2 separate regions of the Macaca mulatta genome follow, and region 1 is linked to region 2. A link is a contact called in public Hi-C data. All regions are on one chromosome and are shown on one strand. Each heading gives the region's core, a stretch centred on a gene start, on an enhancer-like site or on the middle of the called end of the contact. The rest is flanking DNA. Distances are from core to core; before and after follow the strand shown.

The links. Hi-C and Micro-C count contacts between places; a contact is called where the count stands out from the background.
Region 1: a contact with region 2 is called in a Hi-C map of CD4 T cells, with 6 times the contacts expected there. The contact joins the enhancer-like site here to the promoter of SLC16A11 in region 2. A contact is called at or near these places in 7 of 14 Hi-C or Micro-C datasets (CD4 T cells, blood, cortical neurons and 3 more).

The regions. Positions count from the first base shown.
Region 1 is chr16:8,608,446-8,614,660 of T2T-MMU8v2.0, forward strand. No RefSeq gene overlaps it. Among named protein-coding and RNA genes, the nearest start is that of ASGR2, 23 kb to the left of the region's middle. Within about 2 kb of position 3,581, at least 4 of the 40 cell types and tissues checked have an H3K27ac peak or open chromatin away from gene starts, as enhancers often do. A contact at or near this core is called in CD4 T cells, where this site is marked.
Region 2 is chr16:8,517,940-8,523,978 of T2T-MMU8v2.0, forward strand. It overlaps SLC16A11 (solute carrier family 16 member 11), which reads right to left and starts at 1,331. Exons shown (of 5, transcript XM_015118415.3): 1 at 1,017-1,331; 2 at 552-759; 3 at 170-313; 4 at 1-6. The coding sequence starts at 753.

The sequences.
Region 1 (6,215 bases), core at 2,331-4,830, 93 kb after region 2:
CAGTGTGCTCTTATGCCGGTGTGTTCCCCTCAACGTCCAGCCGCTTGTGTGTCTGCCTGCTAGGGTCTCAGGGCTTTTATTGTCACGGGATAGGGGTGTGGCAGGCCAGGATGGTCTTGGGAAAGGCAACATTTGGGCATGAAAACAGAAATGCCTGTCCTCACCGAGGTCCGTGGCACAGGCCTGGGGGTGAAGCCCTAGCCAGAGACCTGCCCTTCTCTCCCCAGCACTTCCCTGCCCGACTCCTGTGTCAGAACCAAATGGTTTTCTGTCTTCTCGATAAGATCACAAGGCTCTATGAAGCTAAGCACAATCCGAGGGTTCTGGGGGGTGGGGGAGGCATCATATGCCCACAGGGTGGCAGCTCTTGCCTATGTCAGAAGCACAGAAATGAAGGGACCCTGTCTTCAGGAACAGCACAGTTACAAGCTCACGCTTGTAATCCCAGCACTTTGGGAGGCTGAGGTGGGTGGATGGTGAAGTCAGGAGATCGAGACCAGTGTGGCCAACATGGTGAAACCCCGTCTCTACTAAAAATACAAAAAAGTTAGCCGGGCGTGGTGGCGGGCACCTGTAGTCCCGCTACTCTGGAGACTGAGGCAGGAGAATCGCTTGAACCCGGGAGGCAGAGTTAGCGGTGAGCCGAGATCGCACCATTGCACTCCAGCCTGGGCAACAAGAGCGAAACTCCATCTCAAAAAAAAAAAAAAGAGGAAAATATACAGGTTCACAAGCATGGAGTGAGTGGGACCCCAGAAATAAGGTGTCCAGAGAGGGCTTTCTGGAGAAATGGTGCCTCTGCCACGCCTGGAAGAGCCTCAGTCCAGAACTTCACCCTCCAGACTTTCCACCTACATACCTGCCTGTCAAAGGACAGCAAACTCCAGGAGAGCCGCTTGCCACAAGTATATAGCATCTAATATATTTGTTTGTTTTCATATAAAATTAATTTCAAATTAAATATTCCTGGATGATTAGGTGTTATCTAATGGGTACAAGGTACATTGTTTGGGTGATGGAGACTCTAAAAGCCCTGAGTTCACCACTCTACAATCTATGCATGTCACACTTGTTTCCCGTAAATTTATACAAATAAATAAAGCTGGGCCGGGTGTGGTGGCTCACGCCTGTAATCCCAGCACTTTGGGAGGTTGAGGCGGGTAGATCGCCTGAGGTCAAGAGTTTGAGACCAACCTGGCCAATATGGCGAAATCCTGTCTCTACTAAAAATACAAAAAAAAAAAAAGAAAAAATAATTAGCCAAGCATGGTGGTGGGCGCCTGAAATTCCAGCTACTCGGAAGGCTGAGGCAGGAGAATTGCTTGAACCCAGGAGGTGGAGGTTGCAGTGAGCCGAGATCGCGCCACTGCACTCCAGCAGGGGCAACAAGAGTGAGACACCGTCTCAAAAACTAAACAAATAAATAAATAAATAAAGCTAAGAAGCAATACTTTTGAAATAAATATTACTTGAGTTAAAATGAACTAACCAAGAAAAACATGCGCCTGACACATGATCGCTAATACTGCAATCGATACATAATCGATAATACTGCAATACAGGTGTACATTTGTTAGAGCTTCTTATGTGCCAGGCGTTGTACCTGCACGCTACATCCATTATCTCAGTTAAGCCTCCTAATAAGCCTAGGGAAAAAGGACTGCTGTTATCCCAATTTTACAGATGAGTAAACTAAGGCCTAGAGAAATTAAGCAACTTCATTAAGGTCACTCATAAAGCTGGGCACGGTGGCTCACACCTGTAATCCCAACACTTTGGGAGCCCGAGTCAGGAGGATCACTTGAGTTTGGGAGTTTGAGACCAGCCTGGCCAATATGATAAAACCCCATCTCTACTAAAAATAGAAAATGTATCCAGGCATGGTGGTGGGCACCTGTAATCTCAGCTACTTGGGAGGCTGAGGCAGGAGAATTGCTTGAAGCCGGAAGGCAGAGGTTGCAGTGAGCCAAGATCGTGCCACTGCACTCTAGCCTAGGCAGCAAGAACAAAACTCTACCTCAAAAAAAAAAAAAGAAGTTGCTGTCTATGATGAATGGGTCCTCACCAGGCACTAAATCTCCTGGTGCTTGATCTTGGCCTTCCCAGCCTCCAGAACTCTGATCAACAAACTTCTGTTGTTTGCAAATTACCCATTCTAAGGCATTTTGCTATATCGCTACAAATGAACACAGACCCAGTTCCATCTGACTCCAGAACCAAAGCTCTTGCTACTTTGCACCCCTGGGGTGTATCCCTGGCATTGCAGACCTGCCTCTGTTCAGCAGCACAAGATAAGAAAGGTCCAAACCCCTTGCACCTACCTTTGAGCTCCACCCCGGCTCATCTCCAGCCTCCTCATTGCTGAATCCCCGGAATCCGAGTCCAGGCACCCATCTCATGACCTTCAGCTCATCTCCCAGGAAGTGACTTCAGAGGAGAGTAAACTCCTTCTCCAGGAAGCCTTCCCTGACTCACCAAGTAGAGCTCACCAGGCCCTCTTTGGTGCCACCTGCATGCGGGGCATATTCCGTAATCTTTGTTTGGGTGCACTGCCCGTCTCCCCTGCTGCACCAGGCCAGGCGGGACCCGTGGCTTTTTCATTTCTGTGTCTCTAACATCCTGCATGGAACCCAGCACACAGCTGGCCCAGACTCCCCAACTTTGCTCTTAGAATCAAGAGAGAGGAAAGCTAGTGTTTTTATACAAACACTGGAAAAGTCTCAAGAAACAGTTCATCAAAAAGTACAGAACAATGTGATTCATCTATCAGCTTTATAATCATTTGCATTTGGTAACCCACTCTCCCAGCTAGGGCTAAGTAGAAGTCAGTGATGCGGGATAGACAGAATTTCAACAGAGGACCCCAAGGGCTCCCTTGAGCCTCATCTCCACTGCTCCCCACTTGCCCCCAGCACCTGTCCAACATGCTCTATTTAGTGAATGACCCTGTAGAATCCTTGAGATTGCAGGCCTCAGAGAAGTGAGGCTTTTGACCAACTTGCTCAGTGCTGTGTCCCTGCAACATAGAAGAGCACCTAGCGCACAGTAGGCTGTTAAGAAACGTTAGTTGGGCTGGGCACGGTGGCTCACGCCTGTAATCCCAACACTTTGGGAGGGCGAGGCAGGCAGATCACTTGAGGCCAGGAGTTTGAGACCAGTCTGGCCAACATGGCAAAACCCCCATCTCTACACAAACTTTTTAAAAATCAGCCGGGTGTAGTGGCACGTGCCTATAGTCCCACTACTCAAGAGCCTGAAGTAGGAGGATCTTTTGAGCCCAGGAGTTCAAGGCTACAGTGAGCTAAGATTGAGCCATTGCATTTCAGCCTGGGTGACAGAGCCAGGCTCATCTCAAAAATTAAAAATAAAGAAATTCTGACACATGCTACACCGTGGATAAACCTTGAAGATATTATGCTGAATGAAATAACCCAGTCAGTCACACAGGGACAAATATTGTATAATCCCACTACCTAAGGTAGTCAGATTCATAGAGACAAAAAGTAGAATGGTGTGGTTGCCAGGGGGAGGGGTTGGTGGGCGAGGAATGGGGAGTTGCTGTTCAAAGGGTTCAGAGTCTCAGTTTCGCAAGATGAAAAGAGTTCTGTGGATGGTTGCACGGCGATGAATGTGCCGCATGCAACAGAAACGCATACTTAAAAACGGTTACATTTTATGTGGTGTGTATTTTACCGCAATTTTTTATGTAAAAGGCAAAGTTTTTAAAAAGTACTGGTCAGTATTAAACCTCATTTCATATTTCTAGTTTACTTTCTCGCCCTTAGGAAGTTGGGTTTTTTCTTTTTCGCTTATGTTCCCAGCATCAGGATAGCAGCGCCACCGTGTGGTCACAGCTGCAGGTGCCAGTCTGCAAGGAGAGAGACTCCCCTGCACCGCAACTATTTGTTAATACAGGTTGAGCAACCCTAATCCAAAAATCCAAAATCCGAAAGGCTCCAAAATCCAAAATTTTCTGAGCTATAAGTGGAAAATTTCACACCTGACTCATGTGACAGGTTTCAGTCAAAATGCCGTCGAAACAGTTTCATGCACAAAATTGTTTAAAATAATATATAGGCCGGGCGCGGTGGCTCAAGCCTGTAATCTCAGCATTTTGGGAGGCCGAGATGGGCGGATCACGACGTCAGGAGATCGAGACCATCCTGGCTAACACGGTGAAACCCCGTCTCTACTAAAAAATACCAAAAACTAGCCGGGCGAGGTGGCGGGCGCCTGTAGTCCCAGCTACTCTGCTCGGGAGGCTGAGGCAAGAGAATGGCGTGAACCCGGGAGGCGGAGCTTGCAGTGAGCTGAGATCCGGCCACTGCACTCCAGCCTGGGCGACAGAGCAAGACTCCGTCTCAAAATAAATAAATAAATAAAACTAAAAAATAAAAAATAAAATATAAAATAATATATAAAATGACCTTCATAGCCTAGACAATATAGCAAGACCCTGTCTCTACAAAAAATTTAAAAATTAGCCAGGCATGGTGTTGCACGCCTGTACTCCCAACTACTCAGGAGGCTGAGGCAGGAAGATGACTTGAGGGCAATCAATCTGCATTTTATACTTCCAAGTAGCTGAAGTGAAACATTAAACAGTAAGGAGATCATTCTTGCATAGCTAAGAGTATTCAGTTATTCAGCTCCTGAGAACCATTTGGCAACACTTACCTCTCATTACCTTTCTTTTGCCAACTTGTAACTCATTCTAGCTTGAATCACAAACACTTTCTGGTTCACATCTTAGAGTCGGAAAAAGGCTTGCGAAGCCCCTGAAGGTGTTGAAGCAGCTTGGCATGAGACCATGATAGCTTCTGTTTCATCCCCAGATCTATTAAATGGAGTTCAGAAACCAGGATGATTGCATTTATAAACCCCAGATTTAAAAGACTCTTTGAAAAAGAGTTTCTCGAGTTTTACTTTTGACACACTAAATGCAGCGTTGGCCAGGCTGTTCTCGAACTCCTGACCTCAGGTGATCTGCCCACCTTGACTTCCCAAAGTGCTGGGATTACAGGTGTGAACCACCATGCCCGGTCCCCATTAACTTTTAATAATAAAACATGGTGGCCGGGCACGGTGGCTCATGCCTGTAATCCCAGCACGTTGGGAGGCCGAGACGGGCAGATCATGAAGTCAGCAGATCGAGACCATCCTGGCTAACATGGTGAAATCCCGTCTCTACTAAAAATACGAAAAAACTAGCTGGGCATGGTGGTGGGCGCCTGTAGTCCCAGCTACTCCGGAGGCTGAGACAGGAGAATGGCATGAACCCGGGAGGCAGAGCTTACAGTGAGCCGAGATCGCGCCACTGCACTCCACCCTGGGCGAAAGAGAGAGACTCCATCTCAAATAATAATAACAATAATAATAATAATAAAACATGGTGCCTGATTACAGGAACTTAAACTTGTTTTGTTTACCTACGCTGACATGTAAAAGTTACTAATAACTTCTTTGTCTAGGCAAGTTAGCAAGTGACTTTGTAAGCCCTTATCTGTGTAAGTGGGAAGCCAGCCGTCGCCTACCCCAGGCAGGGGAGGCAGGACTTTTCCAGTGGCTCGGGGGAGACTGCCCTTCTTTGCCAGTTTTGGTTTGCAGACAGGCCACTGAAAGGTGGGGCCAAAAAGCTTCTGTGAAGCAAAGAAATTTGAGACTCTAGTCCCTTTCTTTTGGAGATCTAATGTCCTTAGAACCTCTGTGATGAATAGAGATGGCTCTATTCAGCTAAAGTCAGCTGACGGGAAAGGGCACCAAAGGGCCCGAGGGAAGCCCATCATAACTGAAGAGGAAATAGAACGCGTGATCCTGTGTCTTAGTCAGCTTGCATTGCTATTGCAAAACACCATAGACTAAGTGGCTTAAGCAAAAAACATTTATTTCTCACAGTTCTGGAGGCTGGGAAGCCCAAGGTGAAGGTACTGGCAGATCCAGTGTCTGGGGAGGGCTCACTTCCTGGTTTGCAGACAGCCGCCTTCTTGCTGTGTCCTCACGTGGATGAGAAAGCGCACTCTGGCCTCCTTCTCTTCCAACAAGGGCACAAATCCCATCGTGGGGACCCCACCCTCACAACCTCATCTAAATGTAATTATCTCCCAAAGGCCCCACCTCCAAATATCATCACACTGGGGAGTAGGGCTTCCACCTATGAATTTGGGGCGGGGAGGACAGAAACATTCAGTCCCTAGGACCCTGTATCAGTGCTAAGG
Region 2 (6,039 bases), core at 81-2,580:
CAGAGCCTGCGAATGAATGGGAGGGGATGTGGGCCGGCACTGGGGACGCCCTCCCCAGCATTCCCAGTCCTGCTCTCCGCACCAGGCCCTCGCCTCGTTCGCTACCCCAGTCCCATAAGCTCCTGTCCCCAGTTCACCCTGAATGACCCGGGCATCCCCCTTCCCTCACCAGCGAGGAGGCCCAGGCCGAGGTAGAGGTGCAGCAGACTGCGGGCGAAAGCCGAGAAGACGAAGCCCAGCGAGGCGAGGACACCCCCAACCATCACCACCGTGCGGGCTCCCCAGCGCGTGCTCAGGGCGCTGCCCACCGGGCCTGGAAGGGGGCGGAGTCAATAAAAGACACGCCCCCGGGCCCCCAAACTCTCTCCAACACCTCTCATTGGCTGTTTACCTCCCTCGAACTAATGGTTCCTCTCCTTGACCTTAAGATGCACTCTTTTCTAGAGCCGGTCGTCCTTTCTCAGGTTGTCGGGTAATCAGGGGGGTCTCCCATCCCTCCACTCACAGCCCCTCCTCCCCGTTCCCGTCTCTCGCCTCAGAGCCCGCCTCACTGGCTGCCTGCTGCACCGCCAGGGCCAGGGCGCTGATCCACGCAGTGTCCTGGGCGCTTCGGTCAAAGTGCTCGGCAAGGTCAGGGAAGGCAAGGCCCAGCGAGCGCAGCAGCCCGTAGGACAGCCCGTTCACTGCGAAGGCTGCGGCCGCCACCACCCAGCCCCAGCCCCCGTCCGGGGGTCCGGCGGGCTGGGGGGTCATCGCCGTCTGCGGGGGTAGGCAAACACCTGTGAGAGAAGCCTCTACGCCTGTGCTTCCGCTGGGAAGCTGGCATCCCTGAGATCCAGCCTCTGGCTGCTCCCCCGGGGTGGGCGGGTCACCCCGAGCGCGATGGCGCAGAGCAGAGGGAGCCGGAGCCAGGCCTAGGGCTGGAACTCCCGGGTCCGCGCGAGGTACCAGGACGGGGACAGCCAGATCCCCCAGGCCCGGGGCTCCCCGTCCCACGTACACTCCTTCCCCCTTACCCGACCTCTCCGGGCTGTGCGGGGAGGGGAAGGGCGAGGAAGGGCTGGGCCCGGCTTTCTCTCCGCTTCCCAGGCGGGCGGGGGCCCCGAAGGGGAGCGAGAGCAGCGATGGAGCCCAACTTGGACAAGCTCTCTCGGTAAACAGAGATCACCACAGGGGCCCGAGCCACCTGGGACGCCGGGGGTACGGAGGGCGGGGGCGAGCTGAAACAACCAATCAGCCAAGCCGCGGGTGAGGCCAGACACCAGTCCCACGGGGATTGAATTATGTACACACACAACCCCCAGCCCCGGGGAGGGAGTGGAGAGGAATGAATGCCGAGGGGCCCTGCCCTGCTCACACCCATGCACCTGCTGCCTGCTGCGCGCAGGGGAGACACGTGGATTGCAAACCCCAGCGAGCCCGAGCCCGGGGTCCACCGCCAACGCGGGGAAATATGGATGGTCCCAAAAGCCTGAGGGGATGAGTAGTTTTGTTTTCAGGAACATTGCTTAGGACCAGGTAGACCTCGGATATCAGATCACAGACTTCCACTGAGTGCCAGAGCTGTGCTTAGAATAGCAGACCCCCAGGCCGGGCACGGTGCACGCCTATAATACCAGCACTTTGGAAGGCCGATATGGGTGGGTCACCTGAGGTCAGGAGTTCGAGACCAGCCTGGCCAACGTGGCGAAACACCATCTCTACTAAAAAAACAAAGAAATTGGCCAGGCATGGTGGCACGAGCCTGTATTCCTAGCTACTCTGGAGGCTGAGGCAGGGGAATCTCTTGAACCCAGGAGGCAGAAGTTGCAGTAAGCCAAGATCATGCCACTGCACTCCAGCCTGGGCGACAGAGCAAGAGTCTGTCTCAAAAATAAATGAATAAATAAATAAATAAAATAACAGGCCCCCAAGGATAGAGGGTGAAACAGGACTCTCTCAAAGTGAAGACCTGTGATGTGCCAGGCACTGTTTACACATGCTATCATTTCATCTTATAATAACCCTATGAAGAAGTTGTTGCTCTCTTTTATTCATTTATTTTTTTTTAGATGGAGTCTCACTCTGTAGCCTAGGCTGGAGTGCAGTGGCGAGATCTTGGCTCACCACAACCTCTGCCTCCTGGGTTCAAGCGATTCTCCTGCCTCAGCCTCCCGAGTAGCTGGGATTACAGGCACATGCCACCACTCCTGGCTAATTTTTGTATTTTTTAGTAGAGATGGGGTTTCGCCATGGCCAGACTGGTCTGGAACTCATGACCTCAGGTGATCCACCACCTTGGCCTCCCAAAGTGCTAGGATTACAGGAGTCAGCCACCGCGCCCGGCTGGTGTCGTGCCTCTTTTATAGATGCAGTAACTGAAGCTCACAGGGAAAAAATGGTGTGAATATTTGAATTTAGGTCTGTCCAACTGTGGGACCTACAGGGAGAACAATCCTGGAACTGAAACAAAATCTGGCACAGTTAAGAGAAATATCCTGGATACAGCTTGATGCAAACTGCCCTGGAAAGGGCGGAACCATTGCAGGGACAGAAAACACAGGATTCTAAAATAAGGGGTCACTGGGAATAGAAAGGATTCTTGAGATCAGAATCTCTAAACACTTAGGTTAGAATTTTATTTTTTACGTATGTATGTATGTATGTATGTATGTATGTATTTACAGAGACAGGGTCTGGTCCAGGCTGAAGTGTAGTGGTGCCGTTATGGCTCCCTGCAGCCTCGACCTCCCAGGCTCAAGCGATCCTCCAACTCAGCCTCCCGAGTAGCTGGGACTACAGGCTCCACGCCACCATGCCTGGCTAAATTTGTTCATTTTTTGTAGAGAGGGGGTCACAGTATGTTGCACAGGCTGGTCTCAAGCTCCTGGACTTCAGCAATCCTTCCACCTTGGTCTCCCAAAGTGCTGAGATTACAGTCTACCATGCCTGGCCAGGTTAGAATTTTGAAAGCAAAGTAAGAAATCAGGTCATGGAACCCAGGTATTGATTTTTTGAAACACTTTATAGAAAATGTCCTTTTTGACAGGTTGACATTCTTTACCTCAGCTGTTTGAATTCCCAGGTGTGTTCTTTGGTTTAATTATTAAACATAGGATAGAACATTCAGCAACCTAAGTTGGGATCATGCATCCACCGAGCCACATGATGGCAGTGTTTCCTAATTGTTGGGAAAGAATCTGCCTGTAAAGACAAGAAAAACGCTTCTTAAGGAGCGCAACTGTAAACATGAAAAACACAGCATGACCTTCAACGGCTCTCCACTGCCTAAAGAGGGAAAAAATTACATTTCTGTACTCTGTACAGGCCTTTTACAAGAATCAAAGGTAGACCTAGGTTACCGTTCCAAACCGTCTCTCCTCCCTCCCTTTTGCAGCCTCCCATCAGCCACTATCTTCTCTGCTCCATGGACATGCCTAGCTTTTCCTCACTCCTCAATTTTTGCAAATGTCATGCTCTCTGCTTGAAACGTCCTGTTCATGAAGGTCTAAGGTGACAGACACACCTTAGGAAAGTGGCCCCACCGGTTTCCCAGCCCGGAGTGCTGTTGTGAAAGCAGGTCCTCAGCCACCGGGGAGGGCAGGGATCCTGCCTCCTGAGAAGGCTGCTGAAGACTCTGCTCCAAGCTAAACGAATCACCGTCTCCCCATGGTGAGGCAGAAATGCAGGGCACTCAGAGCGAAGACCGGGCCCTCTGCGTCTGGGAGTTGTGCTAAGTGATGCTGAGCACCTTCGCAGGATGCTTACGAAGCCAGAAGGGTATCCTAGAGCCTGGGACTGGGGCTGTGCAAGGGTACATTCCTCTTCTACCTCAGGCTCCCTATATTCTTAGCAAAACTTGTCATCTTTTGCTGACGGAATAAAATAGCACAGAGATTAGGAGAATAGACTCCCAAGTTAGATTTCCTGGGGTTGAATTCCAGCTCTACTGTAGGATCCAGCCCTACGGGGCTTAGGGGGTGTTCTCCCCGTGTGCGGAGATGAGACTGTAATAAATACACAAGACAAAGAGATAGAAGAAAAGACAGCTGGGCCCTGGGGACCACTACCATCAAGACATGGAGATCAGTAGTGACCCAGACCGGCTGGGCGTGCTGATATTTATTGCATACAAGATAAGGGAGCAGGGTAAGGGGCATGGATCTTCTAAGTGATTGACAAGGTGAAGCAAGTCACATGATCACAGGACAAGGGTCCCTTCCCTTTTAGGTAGCCGAAGTAGAGATGGAGAAGGCAACATACGTCAGCGTTTTCTTCTATGCACTGATAAGAAAGATCAAAGACTTTAAGACTTTCACTATTTCTACCTCTATCTACTACGAACTTCAAAGAGGAACCAGGAGTACAGGAGGAACATGAAAGCGGACAAGGAGCGGTGACCATTGAAGCACAGCACCACAGGGAAGGGTTTAGGCCTCCGGATGACTGCGGGCAGGCCTGGATAATATCCAGCCTTCCACAAGAAGCTGGTGGAGCAGAGTGTTCTCTGACTCCTGCAAGGAAAGGACACTCCCTTTCACCGTCTGCTAAGTAATGGGTGTCTTCCCAGACACTGGCGTCTCTGCTTGACCAAGGAGCCCTCAAGCAGCCCTTATGTGGGCGTGACAGAAGGCTCACCTCTTGCCTTCTAGGTCACTTCTCACAATGTCCCTTTAGCACCTGACCCTACACCCGCCGGTTATTCCTAGGTTATATTAGTAATGCAACAAAGAGTAATATTAAAAGCTAATGATTAATAATGTTTATAATAATGACTGATAATTGTCCATGATCATCTCTATATCTAATTTGTATTATGACTTTTTATTCTAACTATTTTCTTTATTATACTGAAACAGTTTGTGCCTTCAGTCTCTTGCCTCAGCACCTAGGTAATCTTTCGCCCACATTCTACTACTTAGTAACTATATGATCATGAGCAAGTGTGACTCAATCTCTCTGTGCCTCAGTTTCCTCATTTCTACAATGGGGATAATAACAGTAGCTACCTGATGGGTTGTTATAAGAATTAAATGAGTCACTGTGAATACATATATAAGTAAGTAATGTAGAACGGTGCCCAAATATGACATGTGTTAGAGCTCATTGTCGCTATTTTCTTTTTTCTTTTTTTTTTTTTTTTTGAGATGGAGTCTTGCTCTGTCACCCAAGCTGGAGTGCAGTGGCCTGATTTCTGCTCACTGCAAGCTCTGCCTCTCGGGTTCATGCCATTCTCCTGCCTCAGCCTCCTAAGTAGCTGGGACTACAGGCGCCCACCACCATGCCCAGCTAATTTTTTGTATTTTTTTAGTAGAGATGGGGTTTCACCATGTTAGCCAGGATGGTCTTGATCTCCTGACCTTGTGATCTGCCCGCCTCAGCCTTCCAAAGTGCTGGGATTACAGGCATGAGCCACCACGCCTGGCCTCTTTTTTTTTTTTTTTTTTTTTGAGACAGAGTCTCACTCTGTTGCCCAGGCTGGAATGCAGTAGCACAATCTAGGCTCACTGCAACCTCTGCCTCCCAGGTTCAAGTGATTCTCCAGCCTCAGCCTCCCAAGTAGCTGAGATTACAGGTGCCCGCCACCACATTCAGCTAACTTTTTTGTATTTTTAGTAGAGACGGGGTTCCACTATGTTTGCCAGGCTGGTTTTGATCTCCTGATCTTAAGTAATCCACTCACCTTGGCCTCCCAAAGTGCTGGAATTACAGGTATGAGCCACTGCACCCGGCCTCCATTGCCGCTATTGCTGTGAGTTGAGGAACCTGGCTGGACCCAACAGCACCGCAGCCCTTCCCCACCTGGCTACTCCTGCTAATGCCTCAAGGTCAATGCAGCACATTGCCCTGGTAAGTTCTCAGTAGCGCCACATGGGTTATAAAATGTGAATGGCTATAAAGAGATTCAGTGGAAATTTCTGCTTTTCTTTTTTTTTTTTCCTTTCTTTTCCCTTAGCATTTTCCAAAGTTTGTGCAAAAATGGTGGTCTCCCTGTCTTAACTCTAAAAACAAAAGAGAAGGCCAGGTGCAGTGGCTCACACCCATAATCCCAACACTTTG